Regions from separate parts of the Sus scrofa genome. Here region 2 is linked to region 1. Evidence: chromatin contacts called from public HiChIP or PLAC-seq data. All regions are on one chromosome and are shown on one strand. The core of a region is the stretch at or near the end of the contact, and the rest is flanking DNA. Distances in the headings are between cores, read along the strand shown.

Evidence for each region. HiChIP or PLAC-seq counts read pairs in DNA pulled down with a chosen protein or histone mark.
Region 2: an H3K27ac HiChIP or PLAC-seq map of alveolar macrophages shows a contact between it and region 1. The contact joins the promoter of MX1 here to the promoter of MX2 in region 1. A contact is called at or near these places in 9 of 47 Hi-C or Micro-C datasets (alveolar macrophages, blood, heart right ventricle and 3 more) and 2 of 2 datasets of contacts at active chromatin or transcription factors (alveolar macrophages and skeletal muscle).

What each region holds. Positions count from the first base shown.
Region 1 is chr13:204,796,591-204,800,172 of Sscrofa11.1, reverse strand. It overlaps MX2 (myxovirus (influenza virus) resistance 2 (mouse)), which reads right to left and starts at 1,540. Exons shown (of 8, transcript NM_001097416.1): 1 at 1,402-1,540. FAM3B (protein FAM3B) reads right to left here. Exons shown (of 8, transcript XM_021071007.1): 8 at 3,381-3,582.
Region 2 is chr13:204,841,275-204,844,856 of Sscrofa11.1, reverse strand. MX1 (myxovirus (influenza virus) resistance 1, interferon-inducible protein p78 (mouse)) reads right to left here and starts at 1,808. Exons shown (of 17, transcript NM_214061.2): 1 at 1,742-1,808.

The sequences.
Region 1 (3,582 bases), core at 291-2,790:
CACGCTGAGGCCAGGCTGTGGGGCTCCCATTCTGACTTCTGTTCTCATCTGTGTGGTTTCCTATGTCACCAAGCAGTGACTTCGGTTCTGACACTTTCTACCAGGAAGCCCCACAGGGTTCCCCGGGGCTCCCTGATGGGGCTCAGCCCCCCTCAGCGGCTCCACTCCCACCCTGCCCATTCCAGACGAGGCCACTCCGGTCCAGGTGGTCACCTGTGTGTCTGACCCTGGGGACCATGTATTGATCAGAGGTTCCTACGACCCCCTCCTGGGGTTCAAATAATTTGCTAGAGCCGAGAGAAACCTTTCACTTACTAGATCACGGGTTTATTATAAACGGATGTAACTCAAGAACGGCCAGACGGAAGATGCAGAGGCAGGTCGGGCAGGGCACGGGGCTTCCAAGCTTTCCGGAGAGCCCCTCCCCCGACTCGGTGTGCTCACCTGCCCCTTCCCTGGTGGGCTTTCAGAAGGCTTCTTCGGAGACAAGACTGATGACTGATTAGCTCGCTGGCCATCAGAGATCAAGTTCCAGCCCCTCTGCCCGCCCGGAGGTTGGGGGAAGAACTGAAGGTTCCAGCCGTCAACCACGTGACTCCTCCTCCAGGTCCCCAGCCCCCATCGCATTAACATAACCACAGGACCTAAAGTCATCTGTTCTCGTAACCCGAGCCTGTGCGCTCCTTACTTCCTAGAGTTTGGCAGACTGTGTCAGGCACCCGCGAAGGCCAAAGAATACATTTCTTTTTTATTTTTTCTCTTTTTTGGGGGTGGGGGAGGGCTGAACCTGCAGTATATGGAAGTTCCCAGGCTCGGGGTCGAATCAGAGCTGTAGCTGCTGGCGGCAGCCGCAGCCACGCCAGATCCGAGGCGCGTCTGCGATCTACACCACAGCTCACGGCAAGGCTGGATCCTTAACCCACCGAGCCGGAGCCAGGGATCAAACCGGCATCTTCACGGACTCAGGTCGGGTTCTTCACCCGCTGAGCCACCAGGGGAACTCCCAGATTTCTCTTTTTTCCTGTCTTTGTTGTGAAACAATCACCATGACAAGTCACCACCTCTCCTCAAACATTTTTTTCTTAGGATACAGATTCTGAACATCTGCTCTCAGCAACTTTCAAAAAAGCAGCACAGTTTTACTAGCTAAGAGGTGGGTCACGGTGACTATATACTTAGGACAATTCTTATAAACCACTAGACCACAGAGCAGAGTCCTCTGCCCACCCCAGGTACGGTATCTGCCACGGAAGTACCCAAAGCCACTTCTTTGTGACCACAGGCCCCTGGCCAGATTTGGGAAGACAGCTCCCAGACCGGTCATTTCCCCTCCAGAATGTGCCCTCTTCCCGAAGCGGGGGCTGGGGGCCAGAGTCAAAACGAGCAGCTTCAGAAATTTACCTGTTTCTCGCCTCTGGCAGAAGCCGCACTGACCAGGAAATGCTTCTAGAAGAAAGGTCTGGGCTGCAGCCCTCCGTCCAGGGACCGAGCTCTTACCTGAGCACCCGCTGAACGTATGGAGACCAGCACAGCATCTATGGCTCGTCCCCCCGGGCTTGGCTTCCCTTTTATAGGACAGGCTCTCCTTGGTGTACCTCCCTTTCCAGTGGGGAAGGAAATGAAACTAACAGCCTGCCCCAGAAATGAAACTCAAGAATCAAAAGACTTTCCCATTACTCAGCCTCTGTCTTCTGACTCTGGCTGCATCAGGTGGGCTCACGGGGCCAGACCCCCGCCCCCGCCCCTGCCCTGTGAGGCGCAGGTGCCCGACCATCTGCACTGCTAACAGGTTCTCAGGGAGGCGGAGAGATCCAGCCAGTTAGGTCCAGCAGGGCTTTCTGAGATGGTGGAGGCGTGCCATGCTGCTCTGTGCTGTCACCCTCTCCCCGTGTTCAGTGCTGAGGACCCAAAGAAGGGGCGGCCCCAGCTCCCCACAGTGCCCTGCTCCCACAGTGCACACGCTTACACTCGGGATGGTTCCTGGCCCTTAGAGTCCTGGCTGGGAACTCAGCCCCACTTGCTTCACCTGCAAAACTCTAGGTGTGCAACCTGGGGTCGGGGGGCAAAGCTCCCTCTGCCCTGTGATGGAATCCCTGAATCCAGGGTGTCGTGTCAGGCATTTGAATCCCAGGGAGGGGAGAAGGGGGTGCGGGGAGTGACACCTTGGTCTCAGCTTCACCCCAGATCCTTGCAAAACAAAAACATCATAAATTAAGAAGACACGTTCTGGGCACTTCCATGCTCATTCACTTTACTTGTGGACAGGTTTTCTTTTAAGGAAGGAACTCAGAGGCTTATAAGAAATGGTTTGCCAATCCCGGCATCAGGAGGTCACAGGGAGAGTTTTCAGAGTCAGCCTTCTGGAGGATCTAAAGCCCGGCTCATCCAGAGGGGGGCGGGGGGGGGGCAGAGGGGGAGGGCCCAGGAAGACTGGGCAGCTGATGGCACGCTGAGATAGCTAGCGTTTCCGTTTCACTACGGATGGTTTCTGTAACAGGGCGGGGAGCCTACTGTTCTGGAAAGAACAGAGTGACACTCGCTGGTCCCTGCATCCCCTCCGATGCACCCTCATCCCTGCAACATCAAAGCGCTGGGCTGCTCAGCTCCCGGGTGGGGCAGGCAGCAGGGAGCATGGTGAAGCGCCCCACAACCCCCGCGCTCGATAGAGCTGCTTCCTTGAGAGGAAGGGCTGGCCTGTGGGCTCCTACAGCCCCCAGACTGCACTCACCCTCAGCCGCCCCTCAACCACACAGAGGAGACCATGTGACCGTCTCCCCGGATCGATGACATGGAGGGACCAGGGAGCCTGCAGACAGGCAAGCGTCCCAGCGGAGCGAAGCAGCAGAGGCACTTGGGGTGGAAACCCCCTGACTCTTCACTGCCCAGGTCCTGCCTGCTCCAGTGGGCGTGACGATGGGGACCCATCACAGGCAGATGCTAAGAGCATGTCAGCCCCCTGCACGGTCCCCGTGGACAAGGGACAGGCCAGGCCTGGCCTGGATAGTGCCACCATCTGGGCTACAGGGAGACCAAGGGCTCCCGAGTGGTGGAGGGTCCCAGCCGGTGACACCCCTTCCTCGGTCAGGCACAAACGCACTTCCTGCTTTTTGTTGTATCAAAAGTTCCTGGGCTTTTGGTAACCCTGGTGATACGGACGCTACGCGGTCAGGAACTGCCTGCCTTCTCCAGGGCTGAAGCTCCCAGGGAGGGAGGGGGAGCCCTTCCAGGCCCTGGGAACGGAGGGGCGGGGCCACGCTGGGGAGGGGGCGGGGCCGCGCTGGGGAGGGGGCGGGGCTTCAGCTCATTTCCTCACCAGGTCTGGCTTTGTAGGACAGGTGCTCAGGGGTGCTTGCCCATCTCAGTCTCGGACTCCTTGGCAGTTTTGTTTTTTCTTTCTTTTTTTTTGGTAATATACTTTATTTTTCAGAGCACTTTCAGGTTCACAGCAAAATTGAGAGGAAGGTACAGAGGGTTCCCGCAGAGTCCCTGCCCCATCCATGCCCAGCCTCCCCACAGTCACCCACCCACCCCCAGCCCCAGAGGGCTCCACCTGTCACACTCCCCAACCCACGCTGCCACGCT
Region 2 (3,582 bases), core at 559-3,058, 44 kb before region 1:
TCTGGTGAATCCTCTCAAGACTTAGATTTCGTTTTTCTGATGAAACTGTTTGGGCTTCCCCAAACTCACTGACATTTCAAACTGTTTATGGTGGGATTAGGGAATAACAGATCGGACTCTGTATTAGATTTGTTTCTTTTACTTTAACCTTTGCATCCTCTTGCTTTTGCTACAAGTTAACCGTTAAAGGATGCTGCCTATAGCTTAAAATAAACATAATGGCCCATCCCTGAGAAGCTTGCCCCTCCCCCAGCCTGAATGTAAATCTAAATTATCTTTGTTCAGCTCACAGGACGCATCCGGACCCAGCCCACCTGTGAACGGCCAAGGAAAGGAGAAATTAACACATGCCCTTGCCCAGTGTCTGGCCAAAACCAGGAGATATTTGCAATGGCCTTTCTGCTTTACCTCCTCCTTTCTTTGTTCTATAAAAGAAACCAACATCCTGATGCTGGGAAGATGCTTCTCTTGGACATTAGTCCATCACCTTCTCTGACATCCGGCTTTCAGAATCAAGTCATTCCTGGCCCCAACCCCTCGCCTCCGGACTGATTGGCCTGTGGTGGGGCCAGCAGAAGGAGCTTAGGCTCGGTAGCATGATTAAAAGGGAGAGTATCTTATTCTTGAGACCTAACGCTATCACATCACGCTGAGCTGTGCGTCTGGAGGTGGAGAGAAGGGAAATGAGAAAGAAATTGGAAGACTGGTCCAAAGGACCTCCGGAAGGGCGGGGGTAAAGGGGGTGGGGCGTCCTGGCCAGCAGCTCTCCCGAAGCAGAAAGAAGTCGTGGACATTTGGAGAGCCGTCTGGGGACATGACAGCTGGGGGTGGGGGGGTTAGGATCACTTGTTCCTACCTCCAGCAGAAAGTTGGTTTAAAATCTGAATAATTCTGAGAATCCCACTTGCGCAGCTCAGCTGGCACTCACGGTGGGGGTGGCGGTCTCGGAAGCCCCCAGGACTGTCCTACCTTCCTCTATACCGAAAACTAAGCGTGCCCACCCGACCCGGTCGCATCCCGCCGCTGCACAAGCTCCGGGGGAAGGGAGACTCTGGGTACCTGCGCATCCCCTGGGTTAAGGGCCCTCCGCGCAGGGCGTTTCTGCGCATGCCTCTTCTTTCCAGGCAGGGCTGCTAGGGTTTCCAAAAACTCCTAGCGGAGAACCTCCGCTCTCACCTCCGCTTTCACCTCCCTCTGCTCAGGTTTGGTGAAGACCCCTGGTCCACGTGCTTTCAGGGAATCCCCGGGCCGCGGACCTGTCTGGTTTGCCCTCATTAGCAGGCAACATAATAAACCCGCATATCAAGCGATGGTCGGCTTTTGGAGGGGGCTGGAAGGCCACGCAGCAGCGGCTGTGAAACTTTCTCAGGGCGCCCCCCTGAACCAGCTCCCTCGGAGACCTTCTGCCCGCATCCCCTGCACCTGTGCACCCCCTCAGGCAGAAAAGCCGCCAGCTGCAGGGGGCGGGGAGGGAGGCTGTTTTTGATGCGTCACCCAGGATCCTCAGCAGCCTGTCGGTGGGAAAGTAGCATCGGGTGCTCTGAGCCCGGCCAGCACGGCCACTGCTCTTATTACTCTCACTGCCGTCGCCATCATCCTGTCATCATCGCTATTAATGAGGATCATTTTTGCTATTGATCCTACGATGCCCGCGCCCGACTGCCTAGCCCGTCGCCCAAATGCCTTCTCCGAGGCCCCTGGCCGGCCGGTGGGCCCCCAGACCCAGGCGCGCCACACTTACCCGTCCCCGGTGCGGTGACCAGCGCCGGGGTCTGGCTGCTCCTCCGCTTTTCTGCCGCGCGAGCCCCGCCCCCTGCCCTGAGCCCGCCCCCAGCCGCGGGGAAACGAAACTCCCCGGAACTGCCCGGGAAGGAGGGCTGCGCGTTAGAAACGAAACCTAGAGGCGTCTGGCGCGAGCGAGTGGGGGTCGGGGGGAGCTTCCTGCACCCACAGCATCCTTGGGAGCTCGCGGGAAATGCAGATTCTTGGGTCCGCCCAGACCTGCTGCTCGGGCACAGGGCCCAGCTACCTGAGTGGTGTCGGGCCCTTCTGAAGGTTCTGGCACTGTGAGAACCGCGGCTCTAACAAGCCCCAGGTCATCCAAAAGCTGAAGGTAGCTTTGAACCCTTAGCCGATCCCTTCACCCCTGGTCTTCTGAATAGATGCAAGCGCCATTTGGGTGTCTTAAAACCCTGCTGTCCTTTGGAATGGATCAGCAGTGAGATCCTGCTGTGTAGCCCTGGGAACTGTGTCTAGTCGCTTATGATGGAGCATGAGAATCTGTACATGCATGTGTAACTGGGTCACCATGCTGTCCAGTAGAAAAAAAAAATTGTATTGGGGAAATAACAATTAAAAAAACAAAACAAACAAACAAAACCTGCTGTAGGAGTTCCTGCTGCTATTCAGCTCAGCGGGTTATGAACCCGGACTGGTATTCATGGAGATGCGGGTTAGATCCCTGGGCTCGGCTCTATGGGTTAAGGATCCCATATTTCCACAAGCTGCAGCTTCGGTCGCGGATGGATGTGGCTGGGATTCTGTGTTGCGGCAGCTGCAGCGCAGGCTGGCAGCTGCAGCTCTGATTCCACCCCTAGCCTGGGAACTTCCATATGCCCCAGGTGCTGCTCTAAAAAAACCAAAACTAAAACCAAAACAAACCCAAAACCAATCTGCCGCAGGTTCACTGAGAACATTCCAGCACCAGTAGCGATTCTCAAACTCATGGCACCCTCCCTGAAATTTAGCTCTCTGATGTCGTCAAGATGGAAATGGGGGCGCTGAGGTTGGGTAGACCCCAGAGTGGCCCTCCCTGTGAAGGCTCTGTGGGTGGGGGGTGACATTATTTTTTGGAAGGGGCTGGCACGGCACCTCCATTCTCTTAGCTAACAAGCCCTGACAACAAGCCTCCTCCCCCTAAAGAATCCTGGGATTCGGAAGGATCTCGGCTGCCCCACAGACACCTAGAAGCTGCTCTGGTTCTAAGTGCTGGGGTCAAAATCACTGCATAACTTATGAGTGGAGAATTTGTCCAGGACGTACCCTGAAAGACAGCTTCTCAGATAGCTCAGGGATGAGGGCTGCTCCAAAGAGGTCTAGGAGCAGCTGGGATTTACAAGGATTTTTGCAACAAAAATCAGGTAGTTGGAACGTCAAAAGATTACTGTGAATTAAAGAAAACCAGCCAACTCAAGTTGATGCATTTTGTGCTTTTTTTAAATTTAAATTTTTTATTTTTTGTCTTTTTTATTTAAGGCCACACCCGCAGCATATGGAGGTTCCCAGGCTAGGGGTCCAATTAGAGCTGTAGCTGCTGGCCTACACCACAGCCACAGCAACACCAGATGTGAGCCTTGTCTGCGACCTACACCACAGCTCACGGCAAAGCCGGATCCTTAACCCACTGAGGAAGACCAGGGATCAAACCTGCACCCTCATGGATGCTAGTCAGATTCGTTGCTGCTGAGCCATGGTGGGAACTCCCATTGCGTGCCTTTCTATGTATGGGAAGACACAAGAGCTGGGCTTATTGGAATCAATCCTTTGATTGCACTTTAACTACCTAGGGCTGGTATCTTTCTT